3 separate regions of the Mus musculus genome follow, and regions 1 and 2 are each linked to region 3. The links are chromatin contacts, called in public HiChIP or PLAC-seq maps. All regions are on one chromosome and are shown on one strand. The core of a region is the stretch at or near the end of the contact, and the rest is flanking DNA. Distances in the headings are between cores, read along the strand shown.

Region 1 (4,132 bases), core at 519-3,018, 630 kb before region 3:
TAATTGGACAGTTTATTCCGTGTGATTGTGATGTCTGGGAGGCGTGGTTTATAATGACATGAGCTGTGGCTAATGCTTGTAATCAGGACATAGCTTCTGTTTTGTGGCATTTGTTTGAGGCAGGTTCGTATGTAGCCTAGGCTGTCCTGGTACTCATTAGGTAGACCAGGCTGTCCTTAAACTTGCATCAGGCCTTCTGCCTCTGCCTCCCAAGGGCTGAAAATACAGATGTCACCTCGTCACCATGCCTGGCTTGTGTAACAAATCCAGCATACCCAGTTGATGATAGTTTTCCTGTTTCCTTCCCAGTCTTGTTTTCAAAAGTCATGTGTGCAGGAACATTGGTGCCAATGTGACCTCAAATGACTCCTGCCTGGGTCCTAAAGAGCCCATTTCTCATGGCTGGCTGCTCTTAGCTTCAGTAGCCAACAGCTTCTGCTTCATGTATCCCACTCTCCTTCCTTCTCCCTCACCCATCCTCTCTCCCCACCCTGCACTCTGCTCAGTGGATTATAATCAGCCCAGTCACTCCGCAACCCTTCGAATCCAGCCACCTACAGGAGGGTCCCACATCAGGAAACTTACCCTTCCACATTCTTCTAGAGTAGAGAAAGTGTCCTTCCCCGTGGCAGGAGGGAATACCACAGCTGTTAGGCCTTATGATTGGTTTGGAGGAACTAATGGGAGAAGGAAGTTTGAACAGAGAAAAATCTCTCCTTAAGACTCACCCTTCCCTCTGCCTTTTCTGGGTATGCCCCTCCTCTGGGCATCTCTTCAGGATTTCATTCCTGCGTCCAACTGCCGTTCACAACTGCCCTTTCCAACTGCTCCAGAACTCTTGGCCCTGGTGTTCTGTGATGTAAATTATTCCACGCATGGCTTGAAATGGGTGAGAAGCAGGGTTGCCAGGTGTCGGGTCACTAGTGTAAGTTGACTGGCTCTCGGGGGAGAACCACGGCTGGAATTTGTTCAGTTGTTACAGTCTGGGCCAGAGCTGTGCTGGCCATGCTTGTGGCTGCTGCAGGCAGAGAGAGGGAGCTCCGAGCTGCAGTGGGGAGAACTTGGGCTGCAGTTTCTACTTTAAACATTCCTGGTCCAGCTATGGACTATTCGGCATTGAACTTGGACAGTATTTCTGCACTGGGAAGCACCCAAGGCCCACGACCAGAGCCTGTATGGCTTGCACCACAGGGCCTCCTGGTCTGTCTCCAAATGTGGGGAGAACCCGCATTCTGCCTTCCCAAAGATCACCAAAATACGTTGAGAAGTCGGAGTTGCTCTCAGTGTTTAGACGCATCCGGTCACAACCCTGAAGGACTTCAGAATCTGAGAGCTTTCCTAAAGCAAAATTTTGTCTCTGCCCTTACTCATTCTACGTTTGATGGCATAAGTCCTCCTTCATGGTCTCTCTCGGGAATCTGCATGTGGCCGGTGGCTGCAGCTATCTTAGATGTGTCTAAACTCTTTGGACCTCTATGTTGAAACTGATTTATAGGAGAAACAATTTAAGTCAAAAATGTATTCAAGTAACTGTTAATTTCACATATTTCTACCTTTTTGTTGTTGTTGTTGTTTTTCGAGACAGGGTTTCTCTGTGTAGCCCTGGCTGTCCTGGAACTCACTTTGTAGACCAGGCTGGCCTCAAACTCAGAAATCCGCCTGCCTCTGCCTCTGCCTCCCGAGTGCTGGGATTAAAGGCGTGCGCCACTACGCCTGGCACCTTTTGTTTTTGTTTTTGTTTTTGTTTTTGTTTTTTGTTTTTGACATGGGGTCTCATGTAGCCCAGGCTGGCCTCAACCTTGTCATGTAGGCAAGGGTAGCCTTCACCTCCTGATCCTCCTGTCTCTGCCTTCCAACTCCTGGGATCAAGGTGTTTGCCAGTGTGTCTGGCTTGCTTGGCTATTTGTTTATTTACTTATGAGCTGCGGTCTTGCTATTGTCCAGGCTGACCTTGAACTCTTGGACTCAAGTTCCCTTCCTTACTGAGTCCTACCTGAGTGGCCAGGACTACTGGCAAATGACACTGTGCCCACCAGCCACAACATTTTTCCCATGGTAGGCTTGATAGGTGACTAGGGAAAGCTCCCGTGCTGACAGTTGTGTGGAGGCTCAGCGTGCTCCACTGCATCCATATTGCTGGCCGCCCTGCTCCGACTCACTGCCTCCCTCCCTCTCTCCTTGCAGTTGTCATGGATGATGACGATGACTCCTGTCTCCTCGATCTTATTGGGTAAGATGCTCCTGTGGGGCCCAGGGTGGACCGCTCGTGTGAGGTGTGAGGAGTAGAAAGAGCTCTGTAGCTATCTTAAGCTCCTGGCCTTTTAAAATAAAAAATAATACTTTACCATGGTTACAGCAATAACTAGCACAGAGAGTTTGTGTGTTTGTTTGTTTGTACTAAGATTTTGTTATACCAGGCAGTGGTGGCACACACCTTTAATCCCAGCACTTGGGAGGCAGAGGCAGAGGCAGGCAGATTTCTGAGTTTGAGGCCAGCCTGGTCTACAGAGTGAGTTCCAGGACAGCCAGGGCTACACAGAGAAACCCTGTCTCAGAAAACAAAAATAAATAAATAAACAAATAAATAAGATTTTATTTATTTTATGTATAAAGTACACTGTCATTGTCTTCAGAAGAGGGCATCAGATCACATACAGATGGTTGTGAGCCACCATGTGGTTGCTGGGATTTGAACTCAGGACATCAGGAAGAGCAGTCAGTGCTCTTAACTGCCACAGAAAGGTAGTTTTACACACAGGTCATAACTCAGCAACCCATTCCTTTTGGTTTTACTTGTTATTTTTTTTAGTAAGTCTGGGGATGGCAGGCCAGGGTGTTGCTTAGTTTTATTTTTAGCTCACCAAGCAAGGGCAAGGTCCAAGTTCACCCCCCAGGACTGAAGCAGTAGGCGCTTCCCAGAGACAGAAGTGTAGAAAATGGTTTAAAATGGAGAGATTTCACTGGAGCTAGTGTTTCGTTTCTTTTTGCCTTATATAACTATCAGCAGCTATTTACGTAGAAGTAGCAGTACTTACTTGTTTCACTCTCTCACTTCCTTCTTTTCTAGAGACCCACAAGCATTGAACTATTTTCTGCACGGACCTAGCAGTAAATCGGTAAGTGACAGACAAGTGTCTCAGGCTCGGCTTTTGTCTCTCCAAGCCCTGCAGTAACTGCCATGTTGAATTCCCCCTCTGCAGGGCAGCGATGATGTGACGAACGCAGGGTATTCTGCAGCCAATTCTAATTCAATTTTCGCCAACTCCACGGTGAGTGCTGAAAACCAGACCTGAAGCCTTTCTGTCTCAAGGAAACCTTACAAGAGAGGCTTCGATTGCCTCTGTAGAGTGCAAAGAATCATTACCTCACCTTGTGACTGACAGGAGAGGGAAAACCTGGATGACAGTATGTCAGTGCTCTGTTTGTCATAGAATCAGGCTCTTAAGTTTCTTCTTGCTTTTGACATTCCTCTATGTTACGTATGCGTGAGTGCCTGAGTGTACGTGTATCGATCAGGAGGAGGACCGCCTTGAGTTGGCTGTCTCTTTCCACCAAGTAGGTCCCACAGATCAAATCCCAGGCTTTGTGGTGAGCCTTCACCCTCTGAGCCGTCCCTCTGGCCCAGCACGTCCAGCTTTCTAAGCCTTCAACCTTATGAAGTGACGCCAGTGTTGTGACATTAGAATGTTTTGAATCAGCTGGGCGTGGTGGCGACACCTTTAATCCCAGCACTCGGGAGGCAGAGGCAGGTGGATTTCTGAGTTCAAGGCCAGCCTGGTCTACAGAGTGAGTTCCAGGGCAGCCAGGGCTACACAGAGAAACCCTGTCTCGAAAAAACAAAAAACAAAACAAAACAAAAAAGAATGTTTTGAATCTTGTCATAGGAGCTTTAAGGAGACTTTTTAATGATTAGTTACTTACAGATAATGTTATAAACAAGATAAGGTAGTAGCTAACACTGTTGAGGGGTAATATGTGCTTGTGAGGAGGGCTCGTGCAGACTGCATCTGATGCTCACAGTCCCTGCAGGAAGTGGTTTTACCGTTAGCTCTGTCTTGTAGACAAGGAAGCTAAGGCACAGAGAGGTTTACCCAGCCAAGAGGTTCAGTGCTAGGATTCTGACTCAGGCCCT
Region 2 (3,678 bases), core at 709-3,208, 570 kb after region 3:
GACCGCTCAGGGAACTTGAACTCCTATGAGATGCGCCTGGCAATAGAGAAAGCAGGTGGCGCCCTGCAGGGGCCAGGAGCCGGGAGGTTGTGTCCAGACCTGAACTCTGCCCTTACTGTCCCCCCCCCCCCAACCCCTCACACACACACATCTGTTCCCTAGGCATCAAGATGAACAACAGAGTGACCGAGGTAGTCGTTGCCAGGTACTCGGATAACATGATTGTGGACTTTGACAGCTTCCTCAACTGTTTCCTGAGGCTCAAGGCCATGTTTGGTAAGTGAGGCACCTGCCCCCTCTTGGTTAGGCCAGGAGAGCTAGCTGCCTTGCTCCCACATCCATTCATCCTGAGGTCTGTTGCTAACAGAACCTCTCCCACACAGACAGAGCACACACCTGACCCAAGTTCAAGTCCACAACGTGCTGGGGCTGTGACTTCTGTCTGTACTCCCATTTCCTTCTCTAGAAAATATGATATGGACAGTCACCGTTCTGCCCCAGGGGGTGGGGATGGAGCCCGTTAGTAGGGTGTTTTTGCCTAGCTGGACCAAGCCCTGGTGTGGTGACACACACCTTTAACCCCAACACTCTGGAGATGGGGGCAGAAAAATCAGGAGTTGAAAGTCATCCTCAGCTACAGAGTGAGCCTGAGGCCAGCCTGGGTCAGCCAGAAGACTCTTGTCTCAAAAATAAATAAATAAATAAATAAACAAACAAACAAATAAATAAATAAATATGAAAAGATTGTCCCAACGATAAAAAAAAAAGCCCATATTTATAATTCTTGAACTTGGGAAGCTGAGACAGGAGGATCACAAGTTTGGGGCAACCCTGGCTACTTAGTGAGACTCTGGGTTAAAACAATAGGGAGCAAGATGAGTCAGCATATAAGAGTGCTTGCTACCAAGTCTGAAGACCTGAGTTCAGTTCCAGGGCCCACGTGGTGGAAGGCGAGCATCAGCAGCCTCAGGTTGTCCTCTGAGCTCCACAGGTGCAAGCTGTCATATATATGCACCTGCATGCCCCTCTCACACACAATAAATTAGTGCAAAACAAATAAGTCAGTGCCCCCCTCCTCTTCCCAGGGCTCTATTCAAAGTAAATGGGTCCGAGCCAAGCGCTCTGAACCAGACCCATCTCCTAACCAGGGTAGCTGTGATTCACTCCTGATGAAAAAGGGATACCTTTCTACTACCTTTCGGGTCTTTTAAACCCTCATCTCAGATCTAACCCCGCCCCCGCCCTCTACCCCTGCCCCACGCCCTTATCCTTAAAACAGCGTTCTTCTTATCCATGGACACCAAGAAAACTGGTTCTATTTGCTTGGATATTAACCAGGTAAGAGGGAAGGCATGGGAAGGGTCGTCTGGCCACACCCTGAACCCCTCCCCTCTAGTCCCACCCACTCTCCATCCTCTGCAGAAAGTCTCCTCTTTTCTGCTGTCTTTGCAGTGGCTGCAAATAACCATGTGGGGGTAGGGAGATGCGAAGCCTGGCTCCCTCGTTCCTCCCTCCGCCGGTGGCGCTCCTGCTCCGGCCAGGATGGTGGATGCTCCTTGTCGCTCTCGCTCTCCAGTGCCCCAGGCACAGTGTTTACTCTGGTCCCCTGATCCGGGCTGACCGGAACACCAACACCCCCCTCCCCCACCCCCACCACGCCCCGAGCACTCTCACGCCGTATTTAGACTAAAAATGAGGTGGATTCTCCGCCAGTTTTTCTCTGGCGAAGGCAATCTTCAGCTTAAGTGTTCCCGCGTGCTGTCAACTCACACCCGCCTCCTAGCCCGCCCTCTTGTCAGGAATTCCATCGCCTCCCCGCGCCGCGTCGTACACATTATTCTAATAAAGAGGACAAGGTTATTTTCCCACTTAATTCTTCAATACCAAAGAGGGGCTCTGCAAATGTGCTTGTCTACAAATTACTAGGGGGCGCTGCAGGGTTACAGGATGTTAAACGCAGCTCAGCCCCAAGCTTTGAAAACATTAGGAACTCTTAGATGCGTTGAACGTTGTGGGGTGGAGGGGCGCCACTGAGCCAATGGCCAGCGAAGCCTGACCTGGGGCTGACAAAGCCAAGAGGCCACAAGGCTTTGAGGTGCCTTTGTCCTATTTTCCCTCAAACTGCCCCTCCTCCAAAGACCGCACCGCAGGGGTCTCAAAGATCAGAGGACAAGCTCCAGGTGTGTGTGTTGGGAGTGGTGGGGGTGACCAACGCCTTTAATCCCCAGACTTGAGAGGCAGGTGGATCTCTATGAGTTCAGGCCAGCCTGGTCTACAGAGGGAGTTCCTAAGACAGCCAGGGCCCTGTCTTGGAAACCAAACCAAACCAACCAACCAAATCAAAGGACAGGCAGTTAGTTGCAAGAGCCAGCTGGTAGACCACACAATGAGGAGTCCCTTCTGGTAGGCGACTGGAGGTCTGTCTTCCGGCTGCTGTACGGGCTCCGGACTGGCTGGGTGGGCTGAGAGCAGCTGGTGTTTCTCCATCTCATCTCAGGACTTGGATTGCAGATGCGTACCCCCTTATCTGGCTTTTTAAAGTGAATCCCTGGGTCCCAACCATCAGGCTTGAGTGGCAGGCCATCTTCCTGGTCCTCGCTCTTCCTTCTCTTATAGAGCCAGTAATAATGCCACCATAGGACCTTCCTCCCGTGACTCAGCCTCCTAGATAAGGCTTCCCTTAGATTAAACCACTTCCCTTAGATTAAACCTTCGTTCCACAGAGCAATCAGGATACTTCCTGCCTCTGTGTACAGCTTCCTAGGGACCGGTGGTTTCTGTCAAATTCTGCAAATTCCCCCAAATTCTGGCAGTTAGACAAAAGCCAACATAGGTCAGGAACTTAGGAAGCCAGTCCCACCTCTGCCAAGAGAAGCCTTTCCCCTTATCACTAACAGAGGGAACAAGTAGCTACCTGCGGTGTTTATTAGTATACCAAAGTTCCCTGAGTGTCACACGTGTCTGTTACACATTGCAGAGTCCATGTCTGCATCCTGGCTCCTCTCAGCCCTTCCTACACCTGCTCAGTCTTATAACCCTGCTATTTTGACTCTCTCTCTCTCTCTCTCTCTCTCTCCACTCCAGTCTTTTGCCTGTGTTCTCCTGGTCTCCCTCCTTCTCCCACCTCTCTCTACCGGCCATATTCAATCTTCTCTCTCTCTCTCTCTCTCTCTCTCTCTCTCTCTCTCTCTCTCTCTCTCTCGTCCCTACAGTAAAAACCTTCCCTTAATCACACCATGGAGCCGGGCAGTGGTGGCACACGCCTTTGATCCCAGCACTCAGGAGGCAGAGGCAGGCTGATTTCTGAGTTCGAGGCCAGCCTGGTCTACAGAGTGAGTTGCAGGACAGCCAGGGCTACACAGAGAAATCCTGTCTCGGAAAAAAACAAATAAATAAAAAAATAAATAAATCACACCATGGACCTGATCTGTCGTCTGTTTATATATACACAGTTTGCAGTTTCCTGAAGAGCAGAGCCTACTGGGACAGACGCTGTGCAGACAGCTGGGATTGCCATCCTTTGAGATCCTTTCCCAGTGCTCCAGCCCTACCCCTTCTCTGTCACTCTAAAGATCAATTTAGTCAGCTTGTACAGAGCTGCCTCTTCCCCCTCTCATGGCCACACCCGACTGACTGTCCCTTGAGGAATTGGTTCCTGTCCCTCCAGCCCTTTGTTTT
Region 3 (3,702 bases), core at 1,016-3,515:
AGTTCTCGCCACATGTTAGTGATCATCCTGTTCATTTCTAGTCACTGGGGAAAGCACCTGTGTGGTCATGAAAGGGTTAACAAGCTACTCTTCTACAGGCTCCAATGGTGGTACCTAAGACTTCCTTACTTGACAACATGCTCCAGGATCTGAAGGCCAAAATGTCTGACGATGGCAATTTGTGTTTTTTCAGCCAACTTCAAGCCACATGGAACACAGATAGGGCATTTTTCTTTAAACTCTTCACAAAACTGAAAGAAGAAACATTAATATTTCCATGGGGAGGCATGAGAGAACAGAGACTAAAAATCCTAAGAAAGGTCCAACCTTATCTGATTTTGTGTGGAACTGGGAACCGAACTGTTCACATGCAAGGCTATCACGACCACACTACATTCTCAGTTTTCTCCCTTTGGTGGGTGTGTGTGTGCGTGCGTGCAGTGTTTTCACACAGATGTTCATGGATGATGGAGCTGCACATTTGAGTGGAAGGCAGAAGCTGAAGTTGAATGTCTTTCTCTCTGCTGTTTTGAGAACCCAGAGCTCAGGATTTGCCTAGACGGGCTGGTGAGTCCACTCAGGGATTTATTTTATCAGTCTCTTCCTCCCCTCCACCTGGATTCCAGTCCTCAGCCATAAACAGGCACCAAAAGCTCCACCCTCTATGCCATCTCCCAGGGCTCTTCTGCTTACTTTGTCTGAGAGAGGAGGTCTTACTAAGTCACTCTGATAGCTGCCTGACTTTGTATCCCCTGCCTTAGTCTTCCCAGTAGCAGGGGTTACCTGCTGTCCTTTTAGCTGTATTTTTAAGATGCGAAAATCTAGATTAGTAATACTGACACTCTCCATTTAGATATTAGTCATGTTAATACTAAACTGGATCTAAGAGAGTACAAAAAAAAATGCTAGAGATATACCCATACAAGTTGAATGTCAACCCCTAGAATTAGCTTTCAAAACTAAGGGTGCCAGGAGGAGTCAGTGAACAAGCAAATCTGTGTATCATCTGAGTTTAGGTCACAGGCCTATTCGGGATCACTCTGGTGCTCTGTTTCTTTGCCTATGTAAAATTCTTCACAATCAAAGACAAAGCAAACAGAGTTGTTTGATTCCAAATCCTGTGCCACATACATCTATATGTTGGCGCTTACTCTAATAGAGAGAAGCTCTGTTGAAGGTATTAGCGTTCCCAAATAGCAAAAGCTGAACTAGACCCTGGCGCAGAGAGCACCCGGGACGCAAGAGAATTACTTCCAGGAAACCAAAGTGCCCCGGTGCAAATAAATGCAAAGCCGGTGGTAAAGCTCGTCTTCGCGCAAAAACAGCCGGAGACTATCTCACAGGTATAAACGAGGAAGGAGCGTCACAAATTAGCCCAGAGATGGCCAAGACTCGAAAGATAGAGGTATGTAAGGATGTAAGAAAATGGACACACGGGGATCTAGAATCAGCACAAGTCTGGAGTGATCAGCAGGGAAGAATGAAGGTGGCACTGGGGCAGGAATTTGCACGTGCGCTCCCGGAACGCCAGGGAATGTGGGGTTTGCCCCGGCGTCAGAGCCGGCACAGCCTGCGTGGGTGGAGACCGCGGTGTGATCTAGAGTGAAGAGAAGTGAGGAGTGGGCAAAAAAGCCACTGAGACATGGCGAGGAGATGTGCAACAGTTAGGGACCCTTGCGTGTGATGCAAAGGCAAGCGCGCAGGCAAGAAAAGACTCAAGTGGGAGGAGGTGAGGGCCGCGACCAGAAGCCACCCTCCCCACGGGCAGTGGGAAGATCAAAGGCCGCATAGGCAGGAGACAAACTGAGTTTGGAGAGGCCGTGAGGGAAGCCTGGGATAGGGTTCTCGGGGCAGGCCCAGGCCGCCAGGACCCCAGCTACCTTGAGGGCTTCCAGCCGGTAGCGCTGGGTAGAGCTGGGGTCCATCATGACCGTCACCGCTTTCACTAGCTCCTCGCACAGCGCGTTCACTTGCTCCATCTCCATGGCTAGAGCCGGGAACCCCACCGGCGTCCCGGGAGCACGAGGTTACGCACAGTTCCCCTGGCGGGACCACACGTTGATACCGGGCCGCGGCGGGCTGGGGGTGGGGAAACGGGAGGGAGGAGCGTGAGTCCCAGAAGTTGGAGCTGGGAAGAACCCAGCGCTGCGCATGCGCCGGAGCCGCCACGGCGCATGCGCGCGCGGAAGTGGCCGCTTCGGGTGACGGCCGCGCCTGGCGGGGCGGGGCTGGGGAACGGAAGTTCCGCGGTGCGCAGGCGCGTCAACCGTCCCTCGCGGCGCGCGCGGTGCTGAACTCCAAATTTCCTCTGGGCTTGCTGTGGGGCGTAAACCTGCAGGCTGGAAGGGCTGTTGGCTCGGCGGGAGCCTAGGGCTACCTACTCGGATCTGTGTTATCAGATTACACTCACTTGCTCCTGGGAAGGCGACGACGACATCTAGACGCTGTCATTGGACTCCGCCCGGAGCCCGCAGCTTCGCTCTTGGCAGTTTTGACAGGTGTCGCCTTGGTAAGGACATTAAAACACGGCTCGGGATCGCTATATCGGATGGCTTTTGAAGCCTTGGCTGTCGCTTTTACTTGGGGGTGACTGGGCCGAAATGAAAAGCATGCTTACTGGGAGAGAAGGCTCTAAGAGTGTCTCTAAGGAGAGTTTTCTTGTAGAAAGAGTTTTTCTTGTAATTTTTAAACCTTCCTCTTCACTGGTCCATATTTTCTCGTGCGTCTTACTACACGACCGACTCCCAAACGTGCTTTTGTACAGAATGGGATGAACTGAGATGTTGGAAAACGCATCCCAACTATACCTCTGGGAGGCTGAGGCAGGAGGATTGCTTCCAGTTTGAGGCCAGACTGAGCTGCAAAGTGAGACCCTGCCTCACGAAACAAAACCCATCCCAAATTTACGTAGTCTTTTACGTTTTGGCATTGTGCAGACTTTGCCAATACATAAAAGTACGAAAGGAACACATAAAAGACTTAAGGCTGTATCATCTCTTATCCTGCATATGTTTTAGGAGGTGTTTTTCCACTTAGTAAATTGTTGCCCTTAAATCACAGCTTCGCTTCCAGTTTTACCTCTGATATTTATATTGAATATGGTACTTATCCTGTATTGATTGCGACAATACATTTGCCACCTTCTAGCTTTATCTGTTCCAGTACTACAGAAAAGCCACGCCAGAGCACAAGGACGCCTGACTTAAGTGTAAAAGGTTTCTAAACGTACGATCATTTTGTTTTAGGTGAGGGGCGAGATTTGTAAGGTGTTAATGCTTTGAACATTCAGTATCTTCTTAATTATTTTCTTTACAGTAATTTTGCAGCTTTGTAGTAGTAGTTGCTTGGCACTGTTTTCAATGTGATTGTTTATTTGAAAAATAACTGTTTAAAGTTACAGTTGGGTGCTAGCTCACTCATCTGTATAACCTGTTTCTTGTATTTAAATCATGAATTTCCTGTGTTTCTGTAAAGTATTATTTGTGATAGGCCATTGGTATGCAAAGCTACTGCACATTGGAATTGTCTCGAGAGCCTTTAAGACTGTCTGCGTCATCTCAGCGTTTGGTGGGAGGAGCAAGCAGCTCGGGGCTCATCCTTGGATGCAGAGCAAGTTTTGAGGCCGATTTGGACTACATGGCATTCAGAACCATTCTTGAAAACAAAAAAAGAAATTGCACAAATAGAAAATCACTAAACATC

The links. HiChIP or PLAC-seq counts read pairs in DNA pulled down with a chosen protein or histone mark.
Region 1: an H3K4me3 HiChIP or PLAC-seq map of bone marrow-derived macrophages shows a contact between it and region 3, with 4 times the contacts expected there. The contact joins the promoter of Bicral here to the promoter of Polh in region 3. A contact is called at or near these places in 3 of 39 promoter capture datasets (hippocampal neurons, liver and pre-B cells), 1 of 484 Hi-C or Micro-C datasets (cortical neurons) and 1 of 115 datasets of contacts at active chromatin or transcription factors (bone marrow-derived macrophages).
Region 2: a contact with region 3 is called in an H3K4me3 HiChIP or PLAC-seq map of bone marrow-derived macrophages, with 4 times the contacts expected there. The contact joins the enhancer-like site here to the promoter of Polh in region 3. A contact is called at or near these places in 1 of 39 promoter capture datasets (neural stem cells), 1 of 15 datasets of contacts at CTCF or cohesin (the NIH/3T3 cell line), 3 of 115 datasets of contacts at active chromatin or transcription factors (the 230-238 cell line, bone marrow-derived macrophages and pancreatic cancer cells) and 1 of 9 other capture datasets (liver).

The regions. Positions count from the first base shown.
Region 1 is chr17:46,829,049-46,833,180 of GRCm38.p6, reverse strand. Bicral (BRD4 interacting chromatin remodeling complex associated protein like) reads left to right here and starts at 1,768. Exons shown (of 11, transcript NM_001100452.1): 1 at 1,768-2,230; 2 at 3,068-3,116; 3 at 3,201-3,269. The coding sequence starts at 2,190.
Region 2 is chr17:45,628,386-45,632,063 of GRCm38.p6, reverse strand. Capn11 (calpain 11) reads left to right here. Exons shown (of 22, transcript NM_001013767.2): 19 at 1-55; 20 at 163-276; 21 at 1,280-1,338; 22 at 1,453-1,860. The coding sequence ends at 1,479. Among named protein-coding and RNA genes, the nearest start is that of Gm52283, 3.3 kb to the right of the region's middle. Within about 2 kb of position 1,958, at least 116 of the 459 cell types and tissues checked have an H3K27ac peak or open chromatin away from gene starts, as enhancers often do. A contact at or near this core is called in bone marrow-derived macrophages, liver and neural stem cells, where this site is marked.
Region 3 is chr17:46,201,204-46,204,905 of GRCm38.p6, reverse strand. Polh (polymerase (DNA directed), eta (RAD 30 related)) reads left to right here and starts at 2,265. Exons shown (of 11, transcript NM_030715.4): 1 at 2,265-2,509. It overlaps Xpo5 (exportin 5), which reads right to left and starts at 2,095. Exons shown (of 32, transcript NM_028198.3): 1 at 1,881-2,095; 2 at 130-251. The coding sequence starts at 1,985.